Linked DNA regions of Mus musculus: all the other regions are linked to region 1. Evidence: chromatin contacts called from public HiCAR-type and promoter capture Hi-C data. All regions are on one chromosome and are shown on one strand. Each heading gives the region's core, a stretch centred on a gene start, on an enhancer-like site or on the middle of the called end of the contact. The rest is flanking DNA. Distances are from core to core; before and after follow the strand shown. Region 1 holds the start of 4933422A05Rik (RIKEN cDNA 4933422A05 gene). Region 2 holds the start of Robo4 (roundabout guidance receptor 4). Region 3 holds the start of Nrgn (neurogranin). Region 4 holds the start of Ccdc15 (coiled-coil domain containing 15).

What was found. Promoter capture Hi-C pulls out the DNA fragments that hold promoters and counts their contacts. HiCAR-type assays count read pairs that join an accessible place to other places.
Region 2: a HiCAR-type map of astrocytes shows a contact between it and region 1, with 7 times the contacts expected there. The contact joins the promoter of Robo4 here to the promoter of 4933422A05Rik in region 1. A contact is called at or near these places in 1 of 39 promoter capture datasets (liver) and 1 of 115 datasets of contacts at active chromatin or transcription factors (astrocytes).
Region 3: a contact with region 1 is called in a promoter capture Hi-C map of liver, with 3 times the contacts expected there. The contact joins the promoter of Nrgn here to the promoter of 4933422A05Rik in region 1. A contact is called at or near these places in 2 of 39 promoter capture datasets (both in liver).
Region 4: a contact with region 1 is called in a promoter capture Hi-C map of pre-B cells, with 6 times the contacts expected there. The contact joins the promoter of Ccdc15 here to the promoter of 4933422A05Rik in region 1. A contact is called at or near these places in 5 of 39 promoter capture datasets (cranial neural crest, hippocampal neurons, liver and 1 more), 1 of 115 datasets of contacts at active chromatin or transcription factors (astrocytes) and 2 of 9 other capture datasets (adipose tissue and liver).

What each region holds. Positions count from the first base shown.
Region 1 is chr9:35,278,314-35,282,574 of GRCm38.p6, forward strand. 4933422A05Rik (RIKEN cDNA 4933422A05 gene) reads left to right here and starts at 2,792. Exons shown (of 5, transcript NR_040715.1): 1 at 2,792-2,893; 2 at 4,224-4,261. It also overlaps the pseudogene Gm5614.
Region 2 is chr9:37,399,351-37,403,462 of GRCm38.p6, forward strand. Robo4 (roundabout guidance receptor 4) reads left to right here and starts at 2,622. Exons shown (of 18, transcript NM_001309390.2): 1 at 2,622-2,801; 2 at 3,205-3,537; 3 at 3,802-3,959; 4 at 4,093-4,112. The coding sequence starts at 2,732.
Region 3 is chr9:37,550,063-37,554,122 of GRCm38.p6, forward strand. It overlaps Nrgn (neurogranin), which reads right to left and starts at 2,683. Exons shown (of 4, transcript NM_022029.2): 1 at 2,475-2,683. The coding sequence starts at 2,489.
Region 4 is chr9:37,345,433-37,349,743 of GRCm38.p6, forward strand. It overlaps Ccdc15 (coiled-coil domain containing 15), which reads right to left and starts at 2,925. Exons shown (of 16, transcript NM_001081429.2): 1 at 2,602-2,925; 2 at 2,306-2,491. The coding sequence starts at 2,485.

The DNA.
Region 1 (4,261 bases), core at 1,542-4,041:
TTTCTCATTCAGAACACCACAGGACTTTAATACATGAATTTGGAGGCAGAGAGCATGATTCTCTTATACAACATTAATTTTTATTTTTTAAAAATCTAAAAGATAGTCTTTTACTCAGAGTATGTCTTAGTTTGCTTTTTTTGTTTTTATGATAAGCACCATGACCAAAAACAACAACTTGGAGATAAAGGGTTTATTTCGTTTCATAGCTTACAGTGTATCATTGAGGAAAACTAAGGCAGGAACCTGGAGGCAGAAACTGAAGCAGAGAAATCATTCTTACAGGGTTCCTCCCCATGGCTTTGCTCAGTGTGCTCGCTTGTGCAATCCAGGGCCACTTGCCCGGGGGTGACACAGCTTGCCTGCAGAGGACATTTAATCGAGAAAATGCTCCTCAGACTTGGCTTTAATGGGTTGTAAAAATCACTAAATGTGGCCAGGTAGCTGAGCAATATATTGTTAGTCAGGCACTAGTTTTGATATAGGTGTCACCTTGATGTGGGTTATAGCAATGGTTGCCTAAGTTATCTTTTAGAGAAGTGAAGGCTTTCCTGCTGACAGCAATGACCATTTAGACACATGTCAGTGGATGGCTTGGATGATTAAAGGCTTGGCATCTCTTTCTTTATAGTGAATCTGCTTGCTTTTGGGGCCAGATGTCTGCTCAGCTCAGCTCAGCATGCAGACATGCCCATCACTTAAGAAAATGTTTGTCCAGGACTGGGAGTCTGAAACTTTTCTCTTTCTATCTTGAATGGCTGGCAGGAAAGTTTTGGCTTCTAAGGCCAATGGATTGCTTCTATCCAAAATAAGAGTCGCTATGATGTTTTTAGTATTTATGGAGGCAGTACATATTTATGGCTACCTGCATAGCAACTGTCAGGATAGTCCCATTGGAGATCCCTGAAGTGGCAGCTAGAAGTTTCTCAACATAAGCTCCAGTTCTTGCCCCTTGCTTAGGGATGAAAGGGCTCAAACCATAATAAGCTAAGATGATCTTTATTGGAGACAGCCTGGCATCATCTCCTTTGGCTGGCAATCTGAATAAATCTTTCTTGCCCCTGTCTTCAGCTCATTAGACACGTTTCCTATCGGCAAAGAGGAAAAGGTTTAGCAACACTTGATCATCTAAAATCATGGTGTCTGAGTTTGGCAGCAGGCTACACACGTTGTTTGTTTGCCATTATCTGTGCTTCTCAAGATACAGGGACAAGCTTTGCACAGTGTCAGTATGGTAGCCAATGAGGGTTATCCGAGGCTCGATTGATTCAAATTGAAAGACACAGGGACAAGAATTTGACACCTAGAAAATACCACTAATTGGCTTTGATTCAGAAACCCAAATGGCCAATGGGGTGGGCCATGACCTGGTAGGTGCTTGGAGAACTCTCAGGCACTGCTACCTCCCAGGAGCCAGGCAGCAGCCCAAAGGCCAGCCTGGATGTAGGGCATACCAAGGCTGTGCCTATCTTCTAGAGAGAACTGGACTTCCCTGTTGGAGCTTCTCTTCACAGCAGTGTTTGAGGCAGGGAAAACAACGAAGTCCCTTTTCTGTGTTCTCTTATACCTTAGAAAGGGTTTAAATATTTATCAGATCCTTGCTGGGTTGGCCTGCTTAAGCAGTGGGTCTTGCTGTATAAGGTGACATCTGTAATTGTCACAGATACAGTAAGAGGATCTGTTAGCATGGTTTGAGAAACTGGAGGAACCTGTGCCATGCCTAACATGAACTTCACCGGGTTAGAATGTTGATCAACAGCAGTTACATCATGTAACTAGTGTGTGAAGATGGTGTCCCCCTCTTTTCTTCCCCCTTAAAGTCATACATGCACATAATTTAAAAATGAGAACTTGTGATGGGAAATGCCAAAAAGCTGCCCAAGTACAGCTTTGTTGTTAGCCTTCTATGAGATATGTATCTGTGCCTCTGAGAAGTACTGCAGAGTCTGGAGGGGCAGGTGGCTCACCCGAAGCCCACTCTGAGAGCAGTAACTTGCCTCTTGGGTATGTGGGATTTTTTTCAGCCTGGGAATGTTCTACCTAAGCCCACAAATCCATTTTCAGCCTTCAAACTACATGTGTCTTTACATCTGATAACTGGGTCTCCTGCTCAGGGCTTCAAGAGCTCCTTCTATGCCTTCTCATTTGATTGACATCCAGGCTTTTAGAAGGGTTCTGGGCAGACACCCTGCTGAGCTCCACTTTCACCTGCAGATCCAGGTGAGCTTGGCACCCTCCTCCTGTGTGCTGATGACAGTTGGTCTTTTTCCTTGGTTTCTCTGAGCTCTAGATCCCCATGTGTCTCTGCCATGGGCATGATGCTCTTGAAGCTCCGCTATAGCTCTCTCACATCATGTGTTATGTATGCCAGGAAACATTTGTGAACCCCCGAAAGATCACCAAGGAGCTGAATCCAATGCAGTTGCATTAGCGTCTCCTTATTCAAGCTGGAGCTTGGGCTCCCAGGCATCCCTTGCACAGTAGGAAGGTGGAGCCCTGAGCCTAGTTTTAGGCAAGCATGATAGAAGCAAGAAGGGACTATCTGACTGGGGAGCCATTATAACCTTTAACATAATTGGCTGGTACTGGGAACCAAATCATAAACTTAACTTCTGTTTTCTTCCTGTTTGGTGGTTGCTAAGAAGTGAGGTGTTTGTTAGGGGCAGGCTTTTAATCTGGAGAAACAGATTTGTTGGGGAATAACTTGGAAACTGGTACTAGGCACAGGTCTTGTGGAAGGGGGTGGGGGTGGGGTTGGAATCTGGTAACCTGGAAACTGGTGCTAGGTGCCAGTTGGTTAATAACTCACGTTCAACCTTAGGTTAGGTTTTCTAAGATGGAGTCTGAACCCAAACGATTTGGTCTCTCACATGCAGACTGGAATTGAACCTAGGTCATGTAGAAGGACAGCTAATGCTCTTAACCCTTGGGTATCTTTCCAGCACCCTATTTTTTTTTTTTTTTTTGAGGAACATCCATGTTGATTTGATTTCCACTCTGAATGCACTAATATATATTCTCACCAGCAATGATTATAGATGGTAGTGAGCCACCCTATGGTTTCTGGGAATTGAACTCAGGACCTCTGGAACAACAATCAGTACTCTTAATCACCGAGCCATCTCTTCAGCCCTGCTTTCCCCCTTTTCATCTTTTTTTTTTTTTTTTTTTTGTAGGAACCATCTTTTATTGGGGGAGGGCTCATCAATTCTTCTTGGCCGCCAACTTCCTCATGGCTGCCAGCACGTTGCTCAGCTCCTCCCGCTTTCTCTTGGCGCGGATGTGCGTGCCCACTCTCTTCTTGATGAACTTGAGTGCGCGCTTGTCCTTGGACACTTTGAGCAACTCCATGGCTCGCCGCTTGTAGGGCGCGAAGCCGCACACCTCCCGGATCATGTCCTGCACGAACTTGGTGTGTATGGTGGGGCGCCCACGTCGCCGGCTGTGTCTCGGCTTACTGACATTTTTTGTCACCTTGTGGCCCTTGTTGAGGCCCACGGCCATGGGGTAGCACAGAGCCATGGCTGCTGCTCTCCGATGGCGGCCGGGACAGGAAGCTTCATCCTTTCTTTTATTTTACAATATTTTAAATTTATTCATTTCATACATGAATGTAAGATATTTTGATCATGTTCTCCCAGCATCCCCTTCTTTTATTTACTTCTCACTCCCAACAGTTCTGTCTTTCCACTCTCATATCCTTTTTTCTTACTCTTCTCTCATATATAACATCTCAGCCATAGTTTCCCCTTCCTCTTCTCCTCCCAGTCCCTCCATCCCACCTCCCTTCTCCTTCAGATCCACCACTCCTAGAAAGCATCAGATTGTCTTCCAAGCAGCAAGGATGAGGGTCTCAAAGCCCACCCCTACACTTCCTCCAACAAGGCCATGCCTAATAGTGGCTGCCACTCCCTGGGCCAAGCATCTTCAAACCACCACACCTTGTAATATGAAGGTGTTCCTGTGTGGATGAGTTTATTTTGTCAACTCTTCTTTTTCTCAGCAACTACTAACTAACACAAACCATAGATACTTGTCCTTAAAGCTTTGAGACTGTCTACCATCAGCACTTGTAAGTCTCCCAGACCTTTTGAGCTCATTTCCATGTATGGGGTAAAGAGGGAGTCTAGCCAGGCAGCTGATCGTCCTAAAGCCACTTGTGGGGAGAATCTTATTACCTCGTGGTGTTGTTGTGACAAAATTTTCTTTCGTTTTGTTTGAAGGTTACAGTGGATTGAATTATAAACAACGTCATGGGGCA
Region 2 (4,112 bases), core at 1,372-3,871, 2.1 Mb after region 1:
AAGGACCACCCAGAAGGGTACCTGGTTCTTTTCCTCTCTTCTCTCTCTTGCAAACAGCCAAAAATAAACTACTCACAAAATACTAGAACCAGGGGTGCAGAAAGGTACAATTTAAACGGCCACGGGGCTTGCATGTCACCAGACCCCTAAAGTAGAAAACTTCCCCGAAATAGAAACAGACAGGAGGTGGCTCCCATGCACCCACACCCCCCCCCCCATGACTCATGTGGTAGGCTCTTCCTTAGCCTGTGGAAATGAGACAATCGTAGTACTGGAAATGAATGTGTATCCCTGAGTTTGCCTGGATGCATTTGGAGGCTTCATGTCCTGTAGCAATGGTTCACAGTCGATGTTCCTCCTTCTGGTCGGCTTCAGTTCTCAGCAGGTGGCTCTTCAGAATATTGAACTTTAAGTATGGGACAGGACATGTAGTCACAGGTACTCTCCCATTGCCATGGACTCTGGGTTCCAGTCCTATGTTACACCACCCCCTACTCCCTGCCTGTCTGCTCTGCTGCTCTTTCTACTCAGCTGAGCAAGAAGCTGGGGGGATGAATCTGGGCTCCTTTGAGACCGACAAGTGTTTTCTTTTGAGGAAAATATATACCATCTTTCTGGATCATAGAAACTGAATAAAATCAAGTTGGTGTTGGAACACTAGCTGAGAACTTGCTGAATTCTCATAAGTAGAAGCAAAAGAGACTGAAAAGGGACTGTTGTCAGCAATAGCATTCTTGTGGAACTTGGCCATTCTTGGACCCTGTGTACCTGGGAAATCCCAGGTTCATTGAAACTGCCTGCCCACCCTTTCCTGTCTCGTCTTTGGCTGACTTCAGCCATATAAATGTCCCTTTCACCCATCTGACATCATACACCCTCCACACAGAAGAAGGCACAGACTTGGCTAACAACACCCTTCGTGCTTCCATTTTTGCTTTGCTTTATTTTTTTTTGTTGTTGTTGTTTTTGTTTTGTTTTGGTTCGTTTTGTTTTGTTTGAGACAGGGTCCAGCCTGGACTAGACCAAATTCATGATCCTCTGTATGCTAGGATTTCAGCCATGTGCCACCAAGTGCTTCCATTCCTAAAATCCCAAAGTCTAGCCTGACACCAATTTCCACCCTTCTTTTTATAGTCACTCTATTCACTTCTATTCTGTAGCCCACAGACTCACTCAGTTTGTAAAGACTGTAGTGTTTTTAAGGTTTTTTTTTTTCCCCCATTAATCCTGTCTTAATCAGTCTTAGTTTGTCTCAGGAGACAGAAAGAGATGAAGCACAGAAGTCCAGTGGTTAGGGCTGATGCTGTTCCTGAAACCCAACAGGGAGGGGGAGGAAGGGAGAAGGGTCAGCTGTGTTAGGGGCCTCCAGACAAGCTGGCCAGAACAATGAAGAACAAAGCCTGCACGCTTTTCCGCTGAAGCTCAGAGCCTGGCCTTGGCCTTCTGTGAACAGCTCTAGGAAATGGCTGAGATTCCAGATTTGGAAGGAAGAGACTGGTAAACAGGAGCTGGGCTCTGAGGAGAAGGCAGTCTCTCTGGGTTTCAGGGAGGAGCCAATACAGTCAGCTTAGTTGTTGTGTAGGTTGTGTGCTATGTAGCCATAGAAGACAGGTGTCAGACCAGGCCAGCCTTGGAAGGCTTCATTACGACCATCTTCCCCAATCCTAGAACCCATCCCACTGATGATGCTTCAGAGAGTTTCAGTGGTGGGATGTGCACAAAAACACAGGTGATACCCCTGTGTCCATACCTAGTCTATCTCATGCCTAATCTCATTCCAGTTTTACTCTGGATCTGAAGGTGGTGTCTATTATTAATATCCCCATTTTACAGGTATGAAAACTGGCTTTGAGGATGAAGGAATCTGCCCAAGAGCCCACAGACATCATTTCCAAATCTTTTGATGAAAATGCGTACATAGTCCATGGGTTTTCTTTTTCTTTTCTTCTTTTCTTTTTTGAGACAGGGTTTCTCTGTGTAGCCCTGGCTGTCCTGGACCTCACTCTGTAGACCAGGCTGGCCTTGAACTCAGAAATCCGCCTGCCTCTGCCTCCCAAGTGCTGGGATTAAAGGCGTGTGCCACCACTGCCCAGCTAGTCCATGGGTTTTCAAAGCTTAAGGTTCTGAGTCATTCCTACTTTCTAGCCTCCCAAGACTCAGTCTACCTGCTCCTGGGGATTGGACCAGAGATAGACACTTGCTACCTCCTGACCCCCATGTGCCCCTTGCTTTCTTGGCCTGTAAGCCCTTTGGACTCTATCTTCAGCTCCTTACTCCTATGTCTGAGGCTCAACCTCTGGTCTTCCTCCTCCTCTATTAGGTGGCTGGCTAATGGGAAAAAGCCGATAGAGACCAAGATTAAACATATGCTTTGAACAGAGCTGTGGAGTTGGCAGATTGTATGGGTACAATTGGGATCAGTGTGAGGATTTCATTTAAGAAACCCTAACTCAGACATGAAGTAAACCCTTAGCCTGCAGTTAGCATCCCGGGGATTACAGCTGAAGTGTAGAGGTCAGAGAGTTTCTCACCTCTGGTCCCCTCCCAGTTCTCTAAGGCATGAGGGCCAGGCAGGAAGCATCCGTTTCCTCAAAGCTGCTTCCCTACTGGGACAGAGTCTCAGTCACAAACAACTACCACCACCCCACCCCTCCCTTTCTTCCCTTACTGCTGTGAGCTCAGAACAACCGGACAAAAGTGTATGGGACAAGGAGAGGAGCCGAGAGCAGCCATGGGCTCTGGAGGAACGGGCCTCCTGGGGACGGAGTGGCCTCTGCCTCTGCTGCTGCTTTTCATCATGGGTGAGTAGGGCCCTCCCTCTCCTAACCCACGCTCCTGGATTCATGGCAGGATCCACGGTCTGGATCCAAAGCCAGCAGGACAAAGGAGCATCTCTGTTGTCTGGTGCCTTTCTTCTAGTTAGCAGTGAAGTATCAGAGACAAAGATGGGGGTTGAGAGAGAGAGAGAGAGAGAGAGAGAGAGAGAGAGAGAGAGAGAGAGAGAGAGAGTGTGTGTGTGTGTGTGTGTGCGTGCAACAGAGAAAGAGCTATGCAGATCTTGACCTATGGACTCAGACCTTCTCCCCTCCTAGTTAGCTTCTTATTTGGAAATAAATGTTCAGTAAGATAAGCCTACACAAGACTACAGATTCCTACACAAGACATAGAAGGGGTGCAGTACAGGAGTCTCTCTTTCCCTCTTAGGAGGTGAGGCTCTGGATTCTCCACCCCAGATCCTAGTTCACCCCCAGGACCAGCTACTTCAGGGCTCTGGCCCAGCCAAGATGAGGTGCAGATCATCCGGCCAACCACCTCCCACTATCCGCTGGCTGCTGAATGGGCAGCCCCTCAGCATGGCCACCCCAGACCTACATTACCTTTTGCCGGATGGGACCCTCCTGTTACATCGGCCCTCTGTCCAGGGACGGCCACAAGATGACCAGAACATCCTCTCAGCAATCCTGGGTGTCTACACATGTGAGGCCAGCAACCGGCTGGGCACAGCAGTGAGCCGGGGTGCTAGGCTGTCTGTGGCTGGTGAGGCTTGGGAGGGTAGGCCCAGGGGGAAGCAGAGTTAGGCTGAGATGCTTGTGTCCAGGGAAATACGAGAGTCTGTCTGTGAAGGGAGGCAGGGACTGAGGGTCTTGGGATGGAGAACTAGGTTAAACTAGAGATAGAGGGGCAAGGAAGTGGTAGAGCAGAATTGGGTAAGCATGTTCGGATAAGCCATCCATGTTAGGATGTTAGAAGGACTCAGGGTGGGTAGACGTGCTTCCTGCTGATTTGCTGACTTCCCAATAGTCCTCCAGGAGGACTTCCAGATCCAACCTCGGGACACAGTGGCCGTGGTGGGAGAGAGCTTGGTTCTTGAGTGTGGTCCTCCCTGGGGCTACCCAAAACCCTCGGTCTCATGGTGGAAAGACGGGAAACCCCTGGTCCTCCAGCCAGGGAGGCGCACAGTGAGTGAACCCCAATCCTGGGAACTCCTTTGCCCATACATCATCCTGTCCTGGGCACATTGAGCAACTGACCCACCCTCCAACCTCTAAGCTTCTCAAATTGAAGACTTCATGGAGTATCTGAACCTGACAGGTATCTGGGGATTCCCTGAT
Region 3 (4,060 bases), core at 1,433-3,932, 2.3 Mb after region 1:
CAGATTTCTTTTTCTTTTCCTATTAGACGAAGGCAGGAAAGTCATGTACATTTGCGATGTCAATCAGACACTGGAACATCGAATAATAGCTCCTTTAAAAACATCCCCTTGAAAAAGAACACTGATGTTTTCTTCTTCCTCATTTCTCTCTAAGCTTGCTTACCAAGGGGGAAAAGAACAAGTAAGGCACGGCTAGATTCTTCCCAAACATCAGGTAGGATGGTCATGGAAGAGAACTCCAGAGCAAAAAGATGAGGAAGGCATACTGTTCTCTTTACAGCGCAGGGATGCCTGGTAGCAGCCCTGCCCTCTTCCAGTCCTCCGCCCTTTTTTGCCCCCTCTTTTCCTTCTTTCTGCCTCCTTCCAACTCCACAGAATGAGACTGATGCTGAATATTATCTGGCCCTTTGGTCCAGTGGACTTGGGACATAAAAAAACAGAGACTGTGTCAGGGCCCAGTGCAGGAGGTGCCCCTGGACCCTGGACATTCAATACCTCTGGCAGTCCCTCTTCCTCTAGGGGACACTGATTTCAAACACATTAACCACACCCTCAGCCATTATCTATCAGTATTAGTTATCTGTGGTGTAGCTATCTACTTGCCATGCACCAATGGCTTCCTGGGTATTTTTATAAGCACTAACCAGGAGAGACAAGGTTGGAGGCCTGAGCCCCACATCTCACCCTCTTCATCCTTCTCAGGCTTCCTAGAGTCTTCACCCATTCATGTCTTCCCTGCTGGCACATCTCCCGATTCCTTTCCCCATCCTTCTTGGCTTCTCAGCCTTTTCTTTCTTGCCTAGCAGTTACCCTCCTCCCCTGTTGACTCATATCTCATAATCTGCCATCTATCTATTTATTTTTTATTTTTTTACTTAATGGAACATTGCTGGGGATGAGGGGCTCTTCCTCAATTGAGACTGAAGACCCACACCTTTCCTTTCCCAGCCAAAAAGTGATTCTTGGGCTCAGTGTGTAGCTCAGAAGCAGAGTACATATTTAGCAGGCATAAAGTCCAGAAGTCAATCCCCAGCACCAAAAATAAGTAAGTAAATAAGCAAATAAGCAAACAAACTGTTCCCTGGAGAATAGCAAACCGCTTCCTTGGAAGAAGCCCTGGATAGTGTTCTTCAAAGGGCGGAACTGTATGTGATTGGCATGCTTGTATATGTATATGTATATGTATATGTATATGTATATGTATATGTATATGTATATGTATATGTATATATTTTTTCTGATCTATACATTTACTGCTATGAGCATTTACAGTAATGAAAATCAGTATGCTTCAAAGAGGGATTGGAGGGCAATCTTTTGAGAGGACAGGGCTCCACACTTGTCAAAGGTGCCTACTTGGGGAAAAAAAATCACATTTCTAAGCCCCATTTGTACAACTGTAAAAGACCTACCTACCTGGGGTGATCAGGCACTCTGGCAGCTGTTATTTATTTAACAAGAGTTAAAATGTCAGCAATGGCTTGCCCCTAAGTTCTCACTGCGTCTTGGACACTGGGCATTGGGAAGTGTCACCTCTCAAAGATATGGGCTATTCCTCCCTTCCAAACTTATTTATTTTGCACATTGTGGGAGAAAGGTGGGGTTCCTGCTGTCGTTAAGTAACCTCTGGAGTCTTTAGCCAGAGTGACAGAAAGAAAACACTAGGAATTTGGAGTCGTCTCTTTCCTTAGATCGGAGGCTAAGAATAAGCAAACACGTTTTATATAGGTATGGGTCACTCAACTCCTTTAGCCAGCTAGGAGCCAGGACCAGTGCTGGATGCCTTCATACAAGAGCCCTTAACAAGATCTGCTTTGGCGTTAGGCACTTGCAGCATCCAGTTTCCGTGTAGGCGCTGATAGACACTTCCTCCCCTTGCCCACAGGGCCCTCTCACGGTCACTCACCCAGCACCTTCCAAAGGAGAAGGTTTTGGGGGCTGAACCAGCTCCACCCCAGAACCACACTGACTAGGTTCTTTCCTGCCCATCACCACCAAGACCAGGGTGGATTCTCCCCGACTTCGCCACATAAGGGCTTAGACGATCATCTGAGGGTCGTGAAGATCTTGCCACAGTCCGCGACAGCAGCAGTGGGATAGGAAATCGTTTGGGGGCCAAAAAATACCAAGGGAAAGGACTAGCACACCAGCAACTTTCCTGTGTCTCCGTGGGGGAAGTTCCACCTCTCGTCTAAGCAGCAGCTTTCCTGCATGAAAGCTCTGCTCAGATCCAGATACAACCTAGATTGTCTGGCCCATGGGCGCTCAGACGCCCCCGCGAGCTGGGGAGCATTTTCCCCAGGGCTTGGCTCAGATCAGGCAGGCGCCTTCCATCATCCAATACAATATTTCAGCACCATTCTTTCCCACATTGTTCCTAGGTCTTCCGCACCCACTTCCATCCCTCACTCACCCCCCAGGGGTTCTCGTGTGCCCCTTGCCCCAGAACACGCTGAGTTCAAGTATGGACTTACCGTGCAGCAGTCCATTGCCGGTGTTGAGGGTCCTTGGCTGGGGTGGAGCCTGGCGCAGAGCGGGGGTGGGTTTGTACGATGCTGGGTGGCAGCTCAGGGGCTGTCGGGCACTCCCCGACCAGCGCAGAATCCTTGCAGAACCAGCCTCTCTCCTCTTGGGTCCGGTCTCCCGCGCTCCGCAACTCTTGCGAATGTAACCTGAGCCCTGCGGCCTCGAAGCCAATCAGAAGACACTTTCTGCAGGGTGGGCGGGGAGAACTGGAGCGAGGACCACTCCTTCTCTCGACTCTCTCCGCCTCGCTCGCTTTGGTGCTCCAACCTCTCCACCTACACACTTCCATCCATTCCTCCTACACACCCCATCTCCCAAATTCACCCCCCCCCCCGCTTTCTAAGTCGCAGACTGCCAGGCAGATGTACGTCGGAGTAAGCACAAGGCCTCCAACATCCAGGGCACAAATACACATCTGGGTGCAGCACGCCCTACCGCCCATAGATAGAAAACCACGAACCTCACCCACCTCCCTGTTCTAGAGTCCCAAACATTACTCCCTCTATTTCCCCTCTCTGCAGAGATGCCCTCCTCACTCTAGTTACAGAGAAACCTGATGGTAGACAGCCTACATGATGGGCACATAGTGACATAGACGCTCCAAGCCTCATGCATCCATACATACTCCCAGGCGGGGTGGTGTGGTGTATCTTCCCACATACAGACACTGCAGACACAATAGGCAAAAACAACTCCACAGGGCCGTGTCCACACACCCTGTGAAGCACAGGTAAACGGTAGACCTCCTGTTAGTTAGCACATAGACAAAAATACCTGCATTCTCACTGCTGGCAATGTCTGCACTAAGTGTTTTCTTTTTAAAATTTTTAGCAAGAACACTGTATTGTCACACGTTGATTCTACGTATTAATTGATTCCATTGTGACCTACTTGTGCCCTTTAAACCATGTTCACCTGGTTACCCTCTTTTGCCCCTTCCCACTCCTGATAACCCCTACTCTTTCCACAAGTATCCCTTTTATTGCCATGTCTTTTTTTTTGGAATGGGGGGGTGTCGAGAAGGAACCCATTGAATTTTGTTAGTGTTGTTTATAGGAGCACGGGCAAGGGCTTCTTTACAGCATTGTAGGCACTGTACTAGTGACTGCACCCCTAAAGTAAATGTCTCTCCCTACCTCACCAACTATTAATTGTGTATAAATCTTCAGGGTGGGGTGGTACCTCATAAGCCCCTCCTCTTTCCATGATAGAGTGTTAATGGGCCCACTCTTGTGGAGATCTTGTGCAGGTGATCCAGCTGTTGTTAACTCAATAGCCAAGTCATGACTGGAAATCATCATTCCATACCTCACCCCCCTTCTTCTGGTTCTTAAATTCTTCCTACCCCTTCTTCCATGATGTTTCCTGAGCCTTGGAAGTATTGGTATATATGTGTCCTCTCTATGACTTGGCATCCAATAGCCTCTAATTCTCAGTATTTTGACTAGTTCTAAGTGTCTTCCATCATCACCGACCAAGTATCTATTTTGTATCTCTCCATGACCTGTGATCTATCTGTCTACTTATCCATCTA
Region 4 (4,311 bases), core at 1,675-4,174, 2.1 Mb after region 1:
AAAACAGCTTGTTTATGGAACTTACCTATAAATATTAAATAGTGAATAAAGTTTTCCCACGACTTTCTATAGCTTCCTACTCCCCTTATCTTCAAATCCTGTCAACCTCCATCCTTCCACTAAACCTTCCCCTCCAACCAATCTAACCCACCATCTAACAGCGACTTCCTTATTTCCTACTGTCTCCAATCCCCGTAATAGGAGAGTCAGCTCATATCTACTTATCCAGAGTCTTTTAAACTTTTAAACTTTCCCAACCAACCCAGTCATATCTTTCTTCTTTGATTAAGAGAGATATTATTCTTAGCACTTCATCACATGCAGTCCAACTTTTAAGTTCCTTCCTGAAAGGTAGCAAAGTAGGCAAAAATCAATGACTGTGTAACTATATACACTGAACATAAATAAAATTAACTTACTATATTGCATATTAACATTTATAATTGGGGGCGTCCATGTTTTGGGGTTGTTTCGTTTGAGACAAGGTCTTAACTATGTCTGACTTGTAATGAACACCCTACGCAGACCAAGGGCATATATGGTATACAAATGCTAGGGCCCAGAGAGGCCTTCTGGGTCGTTGGTTAGTTGTTGTTTTGGGTTAAGTAGTTGTGTTCAAAGAAGAGACAAGAAGCAATTAGATATCCTAATGACAAAAGATCAAACTTGCCACAAGGGACTCCAATCAGCAGAAAGTAGTCTAGCAATAACGCTGACCCCTTCTAACTCCTGACTTTACTCAGGGGTCTCTTTCCTTTCTCCCCTATCCTTTTCCTTGTTGTTGCTATCTAGTGTCAGGGGGTTGAAAGGTTAGAAAAGAAGGGATGGAGAAGGGTGAAAGAAAGAAGGACCCTCAAAGTAGCAGAGACCAGCTACACAGGGTCTCTCTTATCTCTGCAGCTTCACTCCAGGTTCATCAGGGTTGCACACAGGTATTTTTACCTGTAAGCTACCTCCAAGACCCTTAATTAATATTTAAATGTCTTGTTTCTCCTCTAAAATCACCCATGTTAAGTACCTTGTATATTCTAAGAACATTGTATATTTCCTACATTCCACAAATACTATGTACATTAGGCAATATTATTTAATTTTAAAAACAAGGGGTGTGGAACGTGACTTACTCCCTATGCACAATAAAATTTGAACAAAAAGCTAAGGAACAGTTTGTTGAAATACTAAACAACTGTGGGCTGGAGAGATGGCTTAGTGATTAAGAGCACTGACTGCTCTTCCTGAAGGTCCTGAGTTCAAGTCCCAGCAACCACATAGTGGCTCACAACCATCTGTAATGAGATCTGATGCCCTCTTCTGGGGTGTCTGAAGACAGCCACAGTGTACTTACAAATAATAAGTCTTTAAAAAAAAAAAAAAAGAGGGGGGGAGGGTATGGGGGACTTTTGGGATAGCATTGGAAATGTAATTGAGGAAAATATGTAATAAAAATAAATTAATTAATTAATTAATTAAAAAAAGAAAGAAAAAATACTAAATAAAGCCAAAAAAAACTAGCAAAACCACTCTCATTTGTTAGCAAATACTAACAAATATTTACATCAAATATTTACAATCAAATATCAAATATTTACATGTGTAAATAAATCAAATATTTACATTAAATTAAATTAAATTAAATTAAATCAAAAATTAAATTAAATTAAATCAAATATTTACATGTGTAAACTTTTGAAAGGGCATTTCTTCATCTGAAATGCTTCTACCCTGAGTGTACAGCATTTCTATTCCTTCACAGACAATGACCATAGTTCCTCATTCGTTCAACAACTACATCCTAAGGACCTAGTTTACCCCAAAAACAAAAATAAACAAGAAGTTCCTTGGCCCCGTGGAATTTACAACTTCCTCAGAGTCTATCAGGATTAACCTCTTTCTTTTATTTTCTTATTTTCATTTTGCCTGGATCTGCATTTAAAAACTTATAAACTCTGAGCAACTACTTAACATTTGAAGAGTGACCAACTGTCATTCTTCTTATGTTACAGTGTCGGGAAATTGTACACAGTACCTATGCCATTCACAGCAAACAACCATGTTTGTGAAGTAAACTAGCCTACTTGCTGGTATGTAGTAAGAACTAAGTTAATATTTGATTGTGTCAACCAAAGATGAAGCAAGTTTTGGAAAACACATCATTGTTGTATAATTTTGACGCAAGAATATAACCTGTATCAGAATGGAAACAGCATCCTCCAGCAGTTCATCTTTCTTTAAGTACCAAAAATTTAGAGAAGGCTAATAAAAAGGGCTGGCAGCGATCACAGTAACCGGGTCAACTGACACTCACATGTGCTGGAATTCCCGACCAATTTGGTGAGGCAGGTTCCACCCAAGCCCCAACTGGTATTATGGCCTGGTTCCTCTCAGCCAGCACTGCCAAAACGTCCTTGCTCTTCGTGGGATTTAAAGCCAGGGGCAATTTTGTGGGATTCCGAGGCTTCTTGAGGGGCGCCATACCTCCTGGCATTGACTTCTGGTTAGAAGAAAAGAGAAAGAGGGACAAGGCTTAAGACAAGGGGGAAAGGCGTAAAAATTACTTTCTAGAAGGAACGGAGATGAGAGGACGAAAAAACAAGGATTTACTTGGGAGATGAAAGCCTGCCCAGAGGTGAGCATAGGCGGGCGCTAAGGGCAGGGCTTGAGTCTGAGATGACCGCGGGTGGAAAAGCGCCGGCCCACGGCATGGGGCTGGAGGGGAGTCTAAGGCCCGGGCAGGAGCCGGGGGTCTTAAGAAGCCTGGGCACAGGAGGTGGGGGGCGTCTGAAGCCCGGCCAGGAAAGCGGGGTCCTGTGAGGCTCCAACAGTTGGATAGGAGACCTGTGAAGCCTGGAGCCTGCCGCGATCCGGTCCGTCTCACACACAGACTCAAACTCCGCGGGCTGCTACGCAAAGGACAAACAGCAAACTGCCACCCCGGGGCCCACGCCTGCCCTGCCTCTTCCGCATTTGTCACCCGTCTTGGGCTGGGGAGGCGGGAATCCGAGCGCGGGGATTACGTCACTTCCGCTTCCTGCCCTTTGGTTGGGGAGGACTAGAGCGGGTTGTTGAATCCGGCAGCGAGCTTAGACTCGGCCTCTCTTTGGATACTGGCGCTGTAGTCTTCTCAAATCTCGAAGTGAGAGGTCTGACATGATGAACAGGCGAGTAAGCGTTCACCGCTGAGGAAATCTCGGGAATAGACAGAGCAGTTCTCAACCTAAGGGTCGCTACCTCTGGGGGTCGCATATCAGATATCCTGCAATGAGATATTTTACATTACAGTTCATAGCAGGAGCAAAATTACAGTTATGAAGTCGCACCCAAATTTTATGGTTGTAGGTCACCACAACATAAGGAACTGTATTAAAGAGTCGCAGTATTAGGAAGGTTGAGAACCACTGGGCAAGAACATGTTGCCAGTGGATCCTTGAGAAGCAAACCAAGCCAACAATCAACCAGACTGCGCTTTTATGCAGCCCCTAAGGTTTACAACGCTATTTCGTGATTACCTTTGACATGTTCTTGTGTGTGACCATCACAACTCACTCCAAACAATGCTTGGGATATTTCATTAAACCCAAAAGACATACACTCATTTTACTCAAGGTGTATATTCGTGCTGGGGGTTGAACCAAGGGCCTCTGGCATTCTAGGCAAGTGCAGCAGTGGAAACCCTAGCTGCCTTAATAATTTTGCTTTTAAGTTAGGGTCTCACTAAGTTGCCCATGCTGGACTTGAACTCACTGTGTAGCCCAGGCCTCGAACTTGCAATCCTCCTGCCTTAGCCTTCCCAATGGCTGCCGTTACAGGCACGTGTCACCCTGCTTTACTTCAACATACCTTATTGCAAGCATTTTATATATCAGTATGTTTTCTGGTTACTCCAGATACTCCCAGTGAACAAAGATCCCTTGTTTGGAGAATTTAAAATCCATTGGAGAATTTACACTGACATTGATAGGACATTTCCAGAGAAGACATCACTAGGGCAATTGAAGTTGATCTTTGAGTTTTGTTTGTATTTCATTTTACTCAGTACTGGAAGTTAAGCCCAGGGCTTCATACATGCTGGTCAAGAACTATATACCCTGCCAACTTTTTTTAACTAGTCTACTTTTAAACAGAAACTATATATGATCATAGAACAAGCCTTTATACTCTTCAAGGGAGGGTTTTAGGTATATAGTTGATTGTTTCACAGCTTTTAATGGGATCTCCTAGGTAGTTCAGGTTCCTCCTGCCTCAGCTTCCCAAGGGCTGGAATAACAGTCACAAAACATCATACCCAGGTATAGGATGATTCCAGGTAGGAGC